3 separate regions of the Zea mays genome follow, and regions 1 and 3 are each linked to region 2. A link is a contact called in public Hi-C data. All regions are on one chromosome and are shown on one strand. The core of a region is the stretch at or near the end of the contact, and the rest is flanking DNA. Distances in the headings are between cores, read along the strand shown. Region 1 holds the start of LOC100278635. Region 2 holds the start of LOC100384690. Region 3 holds the start of LOC542738 (replication origin activator 2).

Region 1 (4,470 bases), core at 1,445-3,944, 170 kb after region 2:
ACAAATACCAATAGTTCATTCTACGTTCTCGTAAGTTAACATTACTAATCATTACACCGAACCAAAATATAAGATGCACATCAAGATAATGATCACCAAGAACTGGGATATTAGAACATAATTTTTAATATCACCAAAAAGACTAGCTGGCTTGGCATCTTTTACTTCTTCGTGGCACTTCATGCATCCATGATCTTCCAACTACCGATTGTAGGCGTGCAATGCTTCATCTCTGGTTTTGTAGCTCTTGTAGCAACAGAATCAACATTCCCAAGTTGTGCCATTCCTAATCTAACCTAATCATTACAAAATTAAAAGAGACTAGTAGAAAATATACAAGCATTGTAAGGCAACCAACAAAGAACAATATAACAACATCAAAGATTTATGACACCATTGCAATAGTCCATGGTCTCAAAAAATGGTCCATTTCACAACACATCACTTCGATAGAAAAATAGTAGCACAAACAAACGTGGTCGAGAATATTTAAACATAAATTAAAAAATTGGGGCTTTAATTTATGGTGTTTCCCCTGGTCTGACACAATTGTTTAGCCCACAAATATCTCTTGGTTGCCTAAGTGACATTATTGACAACAACATCGTTTGGTGATGACTCATCAATTCCATGACCCTCGCATTTAGTTTCAGAAGGGACACGACATCCATACCATGCCTTTGTATCCAGTTATGTAGTAGGCAACATGCAAGTACAAGCTTGACTTGTGTCTTGAGAGGATGAAAGGGCTTGTTATACAAAATATTGAATATTTCTTTAGAGCACCAAAGGCTCTCATAACTATAGTTCCTAGGGAAGAATGTCTTAGATTGAAAAGTTCACTTGGGTTTTGAGAACTCCTAGCACCATAGTCCCTTATGTGGAAAGGCCAGACATATGTGTCCCATCAATGGCCCCTACACAATACTATATATATATATATTAAAGATTCAAATACAAGGTAAGGCCAGACATATATTGTTGAGGCTGAATCATTTCATGTGAAGTTCAGCAACAGCTAAGAGGACTTCTTGGAAATACCTACTAATTATCTTTATTGACCTCCTAATAAATGTGATTTGTAGATTATCTAACCATTGTTGTTGTGGCTGAATCATTTCATGCTGAAGTTCAGCAATAGATAGGCTGGGATCTATACTTATTAGGCTACGAAACACTGGCCCATAGGTTGGATAATCCGGAGCAAAACCCAAGCCAGCGTGCAAAAGAACTTGAGGGCTCGTTTGGTGGCAAGGGATTTGGAGATTGGTGGCAAGTGATTTGGAGAGGATTCGTGGAGGAGGAAATTCCAATGTTGGCAACCTAACATCCAAACTGAACATGCGACTAGTACTTCAGAGCTACACGGCCCATATGGTTGCTACTTGCTAGCATACCGGAAGAACCCCAGACACGGAGAGTAGTTTGGGGGATGGGGTGAGCGGGCACGTGAAGTGTCAGGTCTCTCTAGTCTAGTCGTGACTCGTGATCGATCTCCATTCATCAACATGCATTAAACACACCACTAGCTAGACAACAACAACAATGGTTCGGGGGAGGTGCAAGATACATGTATACATATATATATGGGCATAGCAACACGACGCCAGTCACGCTCACGCCACCCCGAAACAGCTTTTATCTTATCTTGTTTCCGAGCACGGTGACGGACACTGGATCAAACACAGGAACATCCATATGCACGAACAATTAGATCCAATATAAAGGTCGGGTCCGGGCGTCCGGCCAATCACACTGCATGCACGGACACGGACCGGCCGTTGCACATATGATTTGGTCGACAGCGACCGGACGACGACTACGGGCGCCAGCCGTACACCCAGCCAGCCTGCTCCCTCTGGCCGCCGCAGAACTGCACCATCCACGGGGTCGCCCGGATGCCGAGGCACAGCACCGCCCCCTTCGTCCGCGGCTCAGCAGCCGCAGGATCGTCGTAGCCGCAGCACTCCTGGTCACGGGCCTCGGCGGCGCTGGAGCCGGAGAAGAGCCAGCGAGCAGAGGACGATGAGGACGAGGACGAGGACGAGGACTTGACCGCCGCCGCCGCCGCCGACGAGGGCCGCGACTTATTACCGAAGGCAAGGCGGCGGAAGACGGTGGCGATGAAGCTGAGCTTGACCCACTTGAGCTGCTTGTACTTGTACCCGCCGGTCGTCTTGCCGTGGCGCCGGTTGGCACGCCCGAGCGGCACGCCGTGGAGGTAGTAGGAGGGCGGCGGGGTGATGACCGGCCCGACCCCGGCGGCGGCGGTGGCCAGCATCCGGCAGGAGTAGGCGTCCTTGGGCGTCCCCGGCTGGGACTCCCACACGAACGGCACGGCGCCGGTGCCCGCGCCGTAGTAGCGGAAGGAGGGGTTGCCCAGCGAGCTCTCCCTGGTGAGCAGGCGCGCGTAGAACTCGCCGTCGTGCGTGATGCGCAGCGGGCTCTGCGGCTTGCTGGGCGGCGTCGCCGCGCCGCTGGCGCCGTGTGCGCCGGGGCTGGGAGCTGGCGGCATCTTCACTGGATCGATCGTGATCGGGCCGAGCAGTGGGACGAAGTGCAGTGGTGTGGTAGTCGTTGGTGGTAGCTAGGCTGGTAGCTAGCTAGTCGGCGCGGCGTGGGCAATGTGTGGCGCCGCGATCGAGTATTCGATCGAGTCCACGATCCAAGAAGAACTCTCGTTGAGCGATGCGATGCGAACCGATCGATGGTGCGGTTTTTATACGCACGCGGGACGGGAGTTCTTGTGCCGCTCGGTGGCTCACTTGCGGCTTACGGAACAGTGCCGCACCTTTCTCAGGCCGTTTTACCACACGGAGTCACGGAGATGCGCGCGAAATGTGACGTGTCGGCAGACGGCAGTGACATTGTTTCACCTATAGTCATTTTTATGTATCCGCCCCTTGTACGTTCAAAATAACTGTATACGTACGAGCCTGATTGGCCACGCTCTGTAAACCAATTAGACGGTATGTGTAGCTCAACGGCGATGCCCGTCTCGTTCCGCATGCCCTACCCCAAATTTTTCGAAGGAGCAATAATCCAAGTAAAACGTAAAAGCAAGGACGACGAGGAACAAAACCACTTCTTATATATCTCATATGCCTGATCTTTTATCCACTTCTCCTATATGTTAGATGCTTAAAAATTTAAATTTTTAGATGACTTCCTGACAATACTCTCGTACAAACCAACTAATAGTAAGTTATTGTTTTTATGATTTGTGATTTAATTTTGCCTCGTAACAAATCAAAACAAATTAATCTTCGACTGACTATAGAAATAATTGTTACTTCTCTGATACGTTTTTTATTCTCCAAACAAAAGATTGTAGATTATATATACACAAATTATGATAAACTGAATCTATAATTTCAATATAAATTAAGTAAAAAACCGTCGTCCAACATTTAGTCACCTAAATTTATTGTTGCTAAGGTAAAATGTAATTTATCATTGTTTTCCTATAGAAAATTTTATCTTTTGTCACTTGCGAGTTTGTCTTTTTAATTATACTAATTGTCTACTGTGTGAGTTGTTGCATTAAAATTAAAAAAAAATCAAGACACCTGACATATAGCAACTCGTAGGGGGGGGGGGGGGGATACAGCAGGCCGTACGGTGAAATAATACTCTGAATAACCAATAACAGTTCCATGGAGAAGCACGAGGGTTGCTGACTATTAATCCTATTATAATCCGTTTTCAACCATCAGACTGCTGCTGAATTATTCGAGGAAAGAGTACTCACGCATATGGTTCACATTTATAGGTTTAAAAAACGGTTTCACTGTATGGTGGTTACGATCGGAGTAAAAGGCACACGGCAGCACATCTCGTACCCACTGTTTAATAACTTGGTTATCGATGAGTATGGAATATATAAATCGTCATCAGATTTATTAAGACGTGTAATGTCGGTCCATGCTTATAAAATACACCATTTTAAGTTTTAATATCTATTTGGGTCTTAGTGATCATCCAAATAGATCTAGACTTGTGCCCGTATGACAATGTGGCATGCTGAATGTGTGCTCACATAGACCCAACATGTAGGAACATTTGAGGCCAAGACAAAACAAGATTGGTTGACATAAAAGGATGGAGGTGTAGTGCCCAAGATAGCTTAGGTCCTATTTGGATACTTTCTTATTATAATAATAAGTTTCTATAATTAAATTATGATCCGTATATGATTGACTATATGATGAATTATTATATCAAAATCCCTTATTATCATAATATCATAATTTAGGTGAGATATGATTTTGAGGATTATGGGTGCTAAAGTTCAACTTGCCCTCCAACCAATTTTTCGTTTTGTGAGCCTAAAAGTTCAAAAAAAATCTAACTTTAACCTACCACGATCTACTACTATAATCAAGGCAGCCAAACAATATAGTTATTACAATCCATAATTATGATTACGGTAAACACATGCACATTTAAGATTATGATAATCTAATTATG
Region 2 (4,072 bases), core at 1,506-4,005:
TGATATTGGAATACCTGTATGGCTTCCGAAATGAACCCACCAACTCTCCCTGTAGTTCCAAATTCGATGATTTCCTGAACATCTCTGGCGTATTTCTCCCCGTCAGAACCAAAAGCACCTCTGAAGGGGTCTGGATTAAGCGCATGGTGTACTCCCATCTGGATACATTACATATTAGCAATCATCATGATGTTCCTAGGTAAATTTTTGGCATCTTATTGCGGTACAGAAAACAAAGGGGCACCTACCTGAACAACCTTGAATTTCCAATTGGATTGAGCAGTAGCACCCATTGTTCCAGCAGCATTCCCATGGTATCCATTCCTAAGAGAGATAATGTCATTGCAACCAGTGTAAAGCCGTGCAATCATCAGTGCAAGCTCATTTGCCTCCGTGCCTGAATTTGTGAAGAAAACAACCTGAAAAGAAGACAGCAGTTTCCATGATGCTCAATCGTCCAGAATAGTGCCCATTTCTGAAGTAACTTCTGATAAAGAAACATTTGATTTTTTCCCCTTAGAGAATACCTTCAGATCACCAGGCATTTTGGAAGCCAATGCCTCGGCAAAATCTGCAATTGCATGATTGAGATATAGAACTGTGGAGTGCTGGATCCGCTTTGCCTGGTTTACTATGGCTTCAACCACATCTGGATGGCAGTGCCCACAGCAAACTGTAGCAATGCCACCGAAAGCATCCAGGTAACGACGGCCATCCTCATCAAATAGGTACTGCATCTTTCCTTCGACTATGTCCAACTGCAACAAATATCACATTAATAAATGATCAGCTGAATGCAATATTGCTGTGGCACTGACGATGACTTTAGAGCAACTCCAAAAGAATATGCAAAAAAATTCCCCAAAAACTGATTATGGAGGGCATACTAAAACTGATTACGGGTGGAATAAAATGTTTACTCCAGCAGTTTCCCCAAAATAAAAACTAAAACGAAACTGGACCAACTTTTAATGCATGTAGCTAGCCCACATGCATGTCGTTGGTTTTTTTAAATTTGCATGCCACTGCCCTGTGTTCTCTCACACCAGCAGGACACGTCCGCCACGCCACCAGCTAGCGTGCGCACGTACGCAGTCGATTGGGGGAACTTTTTTGTCGCGCATGTGGGTCGCGAAAAAATACGAGCAAGGAAGGGGATTCTGTTGGAGTATGGAAATCAGCGTTTCTTCTATAAAAATGGTTTATGGAAGCCTTTGCTTGTTTTCTTGGAGATGCTCTTAGCTTGTGTTGCTTGGTTGGAAAACTAAAGCTTGTGTTGCTTGGTTGGAAAACTAATACTACTTGATCGGGGTTCACCATATACTACAGGAGGCACTCAGACGATCTCATATATTAAGTAATTACAGAATGATAACATGCACTGGTTACTTTGCTGTTTGCTTCATTTCAGAGATGCAAATGAATCTCAAAATGCTAGCGTTTTTTTCCTCTTCCTTTGTGCCAACTTCTATCAAATTATATAAGTATATATGCTTCAACATTATTTTTTAATGGGACGGGAGTCAGTAAGTTAGGTACACGGTAAGTACTGTCTCCAGAAATCCAATCTTGACCTTGTTTATGTACTTTGGCAATGCGTAAAAAAAATTAAATGTTGTGTTGTCAGTAACCATGTATATTCTGACAAACAAAGAAAAAGTGGCGCAGCTACATATATTTGAGATCTAAGAGGGCACAAAAAAATAGTTGCGGAAATTAGAGAGTTGTTATATTTCAGGTGCCCACCTGAAATATAGTATGTTTTCAGACAACAACCTTCACTGTTAGTTCATGAGCATGTAAAGCTGAGCATCTTAATACAGGAAAAAAATAAGCAAAAAGATGGATACAGTATCTTTTGAAGAGAAGATAGAAATCAGGCATCTGACCATTAGTAAAAAAGTGGAAATTAATCGGTACAACCTAGATTTTCTACAAGTTTGCAGGCAAAACTGGGCAGCCACGTCATTGCAATTTGCAACAACCCAGGAAAAGCCTGTCACTTATTCATTTGTCAACCCATCCGGCATGTTCATTTGGCAAAAGGATCTACTATTCACTGAAAAAAAAACAATACTCCTGCTGTCGACACTCGACAGCTTGTGGTACTGGTATTACAAGTTTCTTTTATTGATTCACTTAAGACTCCTGTTCGAGTCATACTGCCTGCAATACAGAATTTGCGGCTGTTGAGTGCTGACATTTTATTGGGTTCTGACACAGATCTTGGTTGCATACTTTTGTATATTTATCTCAGATCTCATTTTACTTCAGATAAGAACAGAGCACATGCAGTATCAGCAATCCTATCAAACCTCTCGGAAAACGACAAAGATCACTGCTGCTCTGTGCCAAAGGACTACCAAGAAGACCGCATTTCTCAAAACAGTAAACAAAAAATGTTTTAGTTACGAAAAATGCTAGTAGTTCGATTCTTCGTATTTTAACTGATCACCAGGGCGACAATTGGTGCAGTTTTTACCGAAAAAATATTGAAATCCGAAGGTAATTTACAGTTTTTTTTGTTTTTCTTTTTGGTCGTAGCAGTATAGTCCTTCCCACAGAACTGAAGACTGGAGTGGCGATGGGGGAGCGGCACACGTACTGGGCGATCGTAGAAATGAAAGAGGGATGGGCTGAGGAACTGAGCGCGCTTCCGGAAGATCTCGGCGCGCGGCCCGTTGTACGGCGGCGGCGTGTAGTCGAAGGCCGGCATCTTGGGGAAGGCGCCATTCGCTGGCGCGGGCGCGGCGACGGCGGCCGCGGCGAGCGCGGCCTGGAGGAGCCTCCGGGAGGAGGCGAGGCGCTGCATGTGCTGCGCTGTGGTTTTCTCCCTGCGCGGTTGGTTGGTTGGGGGGGGGGGGGGGGGGGGGGGGGGGGGGGGGGTGGCGGCGGCGGCTACAGAAGCGGCGGGCGGGTGTGTGAGTCGCTGGTTGATGTTGGAGGAGGGCCATGGCGACGCCTATAAATAGATGGCTAGTTGGTGAGATGGTTTGCGCTGCGAGACTGCCAGGTGGGACATAGGAGGACGAAACGTATCGGACGGCGTACGCCCGGTACTGTTGGAATTGTGTATACGACCGTAGAAAATATTGTTTTATATTGTAAAGTAGATTTTGAAATATGGGATAAGATAGAAGATCAGAGATAACGTAAGTGCGGTACCGTTGAAATATCCAGCTTGTTCGCTGTGGCTTGCTGCGGCTGCAATCCGGCTGCGGCTGCGGCTTCTACAGTATTTTTCTCTCTATGGATTGCAGCTGCAGCAGTCCAAACAGCTGCAACAGTGTCGGCTTGTAGCCAGCCGAACACGCCCATCAATTGTAAAAGCTAACTTCAAGAGGTTAGCCAAAAATGTTAGCCAAATATACTAATTTAGTTATTTTCTAAAATAGATTTTACAAAAGAGTAGGTTAATTTCCAACAAACTCTGTAAAACCAACAAAACGAATAGCGAGTGAAGCCGTCTGTCCAAAAACAGAGAGGAGGTAAAGGAATAGAGAGCTATTAAATTTAAAAAGTCATTTGCATAGTCTATTGAACAAGTTTTTATTTAAATAATAGCCAAATTTATCTTCACAAAACGATATGGCTAGTTTCTAGGAGTGGCTCTAAGGTCTTGATTCTCACCTCCTAAGCTTTAGAAATTAAATTTTAGTATCTCTAATTTCTAAACTATTAAACAGAATGACTAATGGAAACCTAAACTTTAGTCTTTTAACCACTAAGAGAGTGAGTAAAGGTGTATGAGGGGGGTGTTTGCCATGGTTCTAGATCAAAACTCTGGAGTGCACATTCTATGGAGTTTTGAGAGCTGTACAAATCTCTAGAGTGTCGCTTTTGCTATGCTATAATCCTTAAAAAGCAACCTAAACATGGAGTTTGAAGGACCGCCACTGTCACTGGTTATAAGAAAGAAATCTAAATTCTGGAGCAGAGGTGCTCCACCTAAAGCTTTGGAGCCATGCAACGATATGGGGATATATCAAGTTGTAAGGTAAGTTATCTCCACCTAAGGATATCGCCGGAACCATGAACCAAGGAGAACGAAATAATGTACAATGATCCATGG
Region 3 (4,676 bases), core at 2,011-4,510, 240 kb after region 2:
AAAACTAAAAGTGACATTTTTATTCTTATGATGAATCAGACAATTGATCATAAACTCACAGATGTCCTGACTAATGATATCAAAAATATCAGAGTTAATTCCAACCAGAAGCCCACCAGATCTACCTCTGGGGAGAGAAGAAATCCAGATAAAATTTTTCTGAGGGTTCAGAGCCTCAAACCATCTTTGATCAAATTCCTTTTTTTTTGGTCTCTTGAAGACCAATAAAGTCTACTTTATGTTTTGTAATAAGTTCCTTTAGGAACTCAAACTTTCCCGGTTTCACCAGACCTTGGCAATTCCATATGACTCCTATCATTATGGAACCAATAATTCTGGAGTCTCTCTTTTTTAACTCTCCTTTTATTAGGTGTACACCTAACCTTTGGAGAATTATTTTTCTTTTTATTTCTTAGAGAATATTTTTTCTCTCTTCTTAGATCCTCTTTTTTATTATAAACCAACATTTTTTCTTTATCAAATTCACTATCAAGCAAGTCCTGAACCATTTTATCAATAGAATCAGAGATCTCAATTTCTTTTTCAGTCTCAGTTATGTTCAAATCAACTTCAGAAACCATATTAGAGCAACTAGCAATAAATCTTTCTGACTCCATCATTTTAATATCATTAAGATTCAAACAAACTTCCTCAGCATTTTTTCCTAGACTAACATTAAGCAAATCTGCCATCTCAACCAAAATGTTATCACTAGTGCTCAAAACAGAGAAAGGGTTAGACGACATACCTTTGTTCAGGAAAGCATCTTTAGCTACCGCCCTAGAGATGGCTTTGTCAGTTATCTTGATGTCTTCATTTGCCTCCAATCTTGTACTTTACCTAGTTCCTTCCAAAGGATCAGCTCCTTTGCCTTTGTTCTTTTTGTTCCTTTCATCTATATTCATGTCATGTTTTTCTGGATCATCTTTCTCAGAAATCATATCATCCTGAGAGTTTGTTACATCAACTCCCATGTCTTTAACTAGCACATCAAGTTCTTGTGAACTGAGAAGGTCATCTTCACTTTCATTAAATTCCACATCTCCTTCAAATCCTTCTTTTTCACCAGCTTCTTTTATCACTTCTGTCAATTTGCCAGTCTTATCAGAAGTGACCATGCCCCCAATCATTTTAGAGGTCGATCCAGAATGATATTTAATGCCCATACCATTTTCCTCTGTATCAAACTCTTCATTTTTTGCCTTTTCCCACTTTTCTCCATCACAAATTTTCCAGGCCTGTGGACATCCACAGAAGCCCTCTTTCCCAAACTAACAGAGTCATCATTCCACCCTTCTGCATCAATATTCTCTACTTTAAAGAATATGTCATACAGATAGGGTTTAACTCCCACCTCTATGACTTCAGGAATCATATCAATGCTTTTGACATGAACTTTAAATCTGACCATATCTTTGGATTCAAGAGAATTCAAATCAATTTCCTCAACGGCCCCAATAGTTGAGCCAATCTCACAGATAGCCTGGTAATTTAACAGCTCTTCAGGAACATTTTCAGCCACTACCCAAGTAGTATGAAGCCTAGATTTGGCTTTAGCTTGAGAAGACCAGGGGATAACACTAATTTTAATCCCAGATATTTTCATTTTTTAGCTCAGGAAAGTTAACAACCTCATCTAATCTTTCCTGCGATGGGAACTGCATTAAAAAACCTGAGGGACATTTAGTGGCTTTCCAAGTTTTTCCCCAAGGAAAATGGAAACTGAAATCTTGTTCCAGATCCTCACACCTAGTCTCTCCCTCAATGACTTTCACCAATCCTAAAAAACTTTTTCTAGGTTTCTTAGCAGCATTTTTTGCAAACTGAGAAGCATAGAAACCTAACCCATCAGCCGCCATACCCACTATAGGTATGGTAGGTTTGCTTTGTTTAGGCCAAACACATTTAGCAGTCACATGTGTTTCCTTCCTGCAGATCTCACACCAGAGGGGTTTGGAACATTCTCTAGCACGGTGCCCTTCCTCCCCACATTTCTGGCAAAAAAATCGGCGACCTAGATCTAGATCCATAGGAACGGGGGGAGTGGGGTGGTTCATGTTACCTGGATCCGCACTCTCACCAGATGTTGCAGCCTGCAGGTCCGGTTTGGACTCAGCCTTCATCGGAGGGGGTCTCAAGCGCCAGCTAAGGTTTCGGTGTCTTCCCCAAGGGGGAGAGTTTTGTCTCTGTGGTTTAGGAATTTGGCGATCCCACTTCGTATTCTTTCCTTTTGAATCCATCGCGGTCGATTCTTTAGGGATTTGGAATCCAATCCCTACTCTCGGCCACGGATCCGAAGGAGGAAGAGGACGAATGGGAACGGATTTCCAGCCACCACAGAAGCTGGTTTTCACCGAGGAAGGCAAGCGCCAAAGGGAAGAGAGGAAAGCAGCAAGGTGAGGAAGAGGGCGACCTCCGATTAGGTCATTGGGAAACCCTAGTTTTCCCCTTTGAGTCACCGCGCTGGAAAGACGAGGAGAAGGCGAAGAAGACGGGGAGGAAATACCTGAGGGGTTCAGACTTTTCACTGCACTGCATGGGCCACGTCCATTTGCCTCGTCTCTCACCTTCGTGTATGGGGTCGTCACCCCTGAAGTCCAGCCGCGCCAACGACCATCGCAAGGAACGGCCCATTCCTGTAGCGTCTTCCTGGGCTTAGAGTTTTTCGCTTTTTGAGGATGGGGAAGGATTTTCCCGGCAATGACATTTGAGGCATGGGGTGGTTGAGGAGGGGGACGGCCAGGAGAACGAAGGGGAGAAAGACGAGCCATCTCGCCAACCGCACGTGAATCTAATGGCTGAGCCTCGAATTTTCCGAGATTGAGGGGGAAAAGGCTTAATTTTTCTCTCAATCCTCGGAAATCTTATGGATGGTTTAAGTTTCAAAGTAGTCCTTAAAAAGACAGATAGAGGACGAGAAAGGTTCACTTGAGAAACGGTGGAGGGCGTGCGCCGGCTGTGAACAAGGAGTCAAGGAGGGGCAACGCGGGGTTGTCGCAACGTACCCGCACCCCTTACTGGGCCAAATGCTACCAGCTGCTCGCCGATGGGCCCGTGCAGCTAGCGAGCCTCAACTACGGCCTCTCTTTGTCTAAATGTCGCGCGTGTGATACTGGCTGCGATCCAAAGCCCATGGAATGCGGAATAGTCAGCCAAGAGCCCAACGAGTCCGCTGACCCTGCGGCCCTAGCCAGTAGCCACGTACCGAGCGCGCGAAAACCACCTCTTCCAGCCACACCGCGCGCCAACTCCCGCCAAAACGCGCCGCCTTCATCCCTCCCCACCCTTGCCCCCAAATCCAAATCCGCCCGCCTGCCGCAGCTCCCATTCTCGCGCCCCGCCTTCTTCCTCCAGCAGCCCCGCTCGTTCTTCCGGCCTCGCGTTCCGTCTCCGAAGCCGCAGGCAGCCATGGAAATCAACGAGGAGGCAATGGCGGCGCATAAGCGCGCCTTCCTCGACTTCCTCGACCAAGACGTAAGTCCCTCCCCTCGCCGTCCCGAGCGCCGCCGCGGTTCGCAGGGTCCTCGGCTGACGTTCTTGCCTTCCGCCGCAGGTCGGGAAGGGGGTTTACATGCAGGCCGTCCGCGACATGGTCCAGAACAAGCGCCACCGCCTCATCATCGGCATGGACGACCTCCGCAATCACAATCTCGATCTCGCCCGCAGGTGCCACGCCGGCCGCCGCTGTCTTCCCTCACTTTCTCCTTTCTCGTGCGTCTCTGTTGCCATGTTGGGCAAGTTCCTGCCTTCCTGGCTGATGCGGTCTGCCCTTGCGTGTGAATAGGGTGATCCGGACCCCCGGGGAGTATATGCAGCCGGCGTCGGACGCGGTGTCGGAGGTGGCGAGGAACCTGGATCCCAAATTTTTGAAGGAAGGGGAGCGCGTGATGGTGGGCTTCTCGGGTCCGTTCGGGTTCCACAGGGTCACGCCCAGGGATCTCATGTCCTCCTTCATCGGCACCATGGTCTGCGTTGAGGGCATCGTCACCAAATGTAACGGCTCACTTCTCCCTTTCAGCAGATGTACCACGTTATGCTCTGGTTCCTGCCATACTGCTTATTCGGCGAACTTTGTTTACATGGTACCAGATTGCGCTGTCAGGGTCTTTTGAACAAGTTCCAATTAAACTTTACTAGCATTCTTCTCGCTGATGGGTAGAAGTTTTGTGTTAGTTTCAGTTTCAGTTGGTATCTTTGTGGTAAAGGGAAACTGCAAACGGAATGGGTAAAATTGTCCTTGTTAGGTGTGTAAAAAGTTGAACATGAATGACAATGTCAGAACATACGAATTCACAATGAAACTTTAGTATTGACTTATGCTAATTCATCATTATTGCTGTGCATATAGCACACTATTTTAATGCTAGCTACTTGGTCTATCAAATTATAACTCCATAGCAGATTTCTAGTGAAGTACCTATACACCTTTGAGTGCTAATATTATTTTTTCCTCCTGAAAAAAACAGGCTCGTTGGTTAGGCCAAAAGTTGTTAAGAGTGTCCACTTCTGCCCTGTGACTGGGGACTTTCTCTCGCGTGAATACAGGGACATCACATCTTTTGTAGGCTTGCCTACTGGCTCGGTTTATCCAACAAGGGTATGCTCCTACTGTTTGCTCTCTGCAATTTTATTCAATCAACTCCATTTGGTACTGTAATTGTAATGCTGCTCAACCT

What was found. A called contact is a pair of places that touch in the nucleus more often than the background predicts.
Region 1: a Hi-C map of leaf shows a contact between it and region 2, with 5 times the contacts expected there. The contact joins the promoter of LOC100278635 here to the promoter of LOC100384690 in region 2. A contact is called at or near these places in 7 of 25 Hi-C or Micro-C datasets (bundle sheath, ear, leaf and 2 more).
Region 3: a Hi-C map of tassel shows a contact between it and region 2, with 2.3 times the contacts expected there. The contact joins the promoter of LOC542738 here to the promoter of LOC100384690 in region 2. A contact is called at or near these places in 2 of 25 Hi-C or Micro-C datasets (ear and tassel).

Annotation. Positions count from the first base shown.
Region 1 is chr6:164,861,437-164,865,906 of Zm-B73-REFERENCE-NAM-5.0, forward strand. It overlaps LOC100278635, which reads right to left and starts at 2,695. Exons shown (of 1, transcript NM_001151847.2): 1 at 1,550-2,695. The coding sequence starts at 2,515. The coding sequence ends at 1,820.
Region 2 is chr6:164,695,373-164,699,444 of Zm-B73-REFERENCE-NAM-5.0, forward strand. It overlaps LOC100384690, which reads right to left and starts at 2,756. Exons shown (of 9, transcript NM_001177167.2): 1 at 2,606-2,756; 2 at 528-758; 3 at 249-419; 4 at 15-158. The coding sequence starts at 2,716.
Region 3 is chr6:164,935,656-164,940,331 of Zm-B73-REFERENCE-NAM-5.0, forward strand. It overlaps LOC542738 (replication origin activator 2), which reads left to right and starts at 3,261. Exons shown (of 16, transcript NM_001112248.2): 1 at 3,261-3,474; 2 at 3,554-3,666; 3 at 3,785-3,993; 4 at 4,467-4,597. The coding sequence starts at 3,409.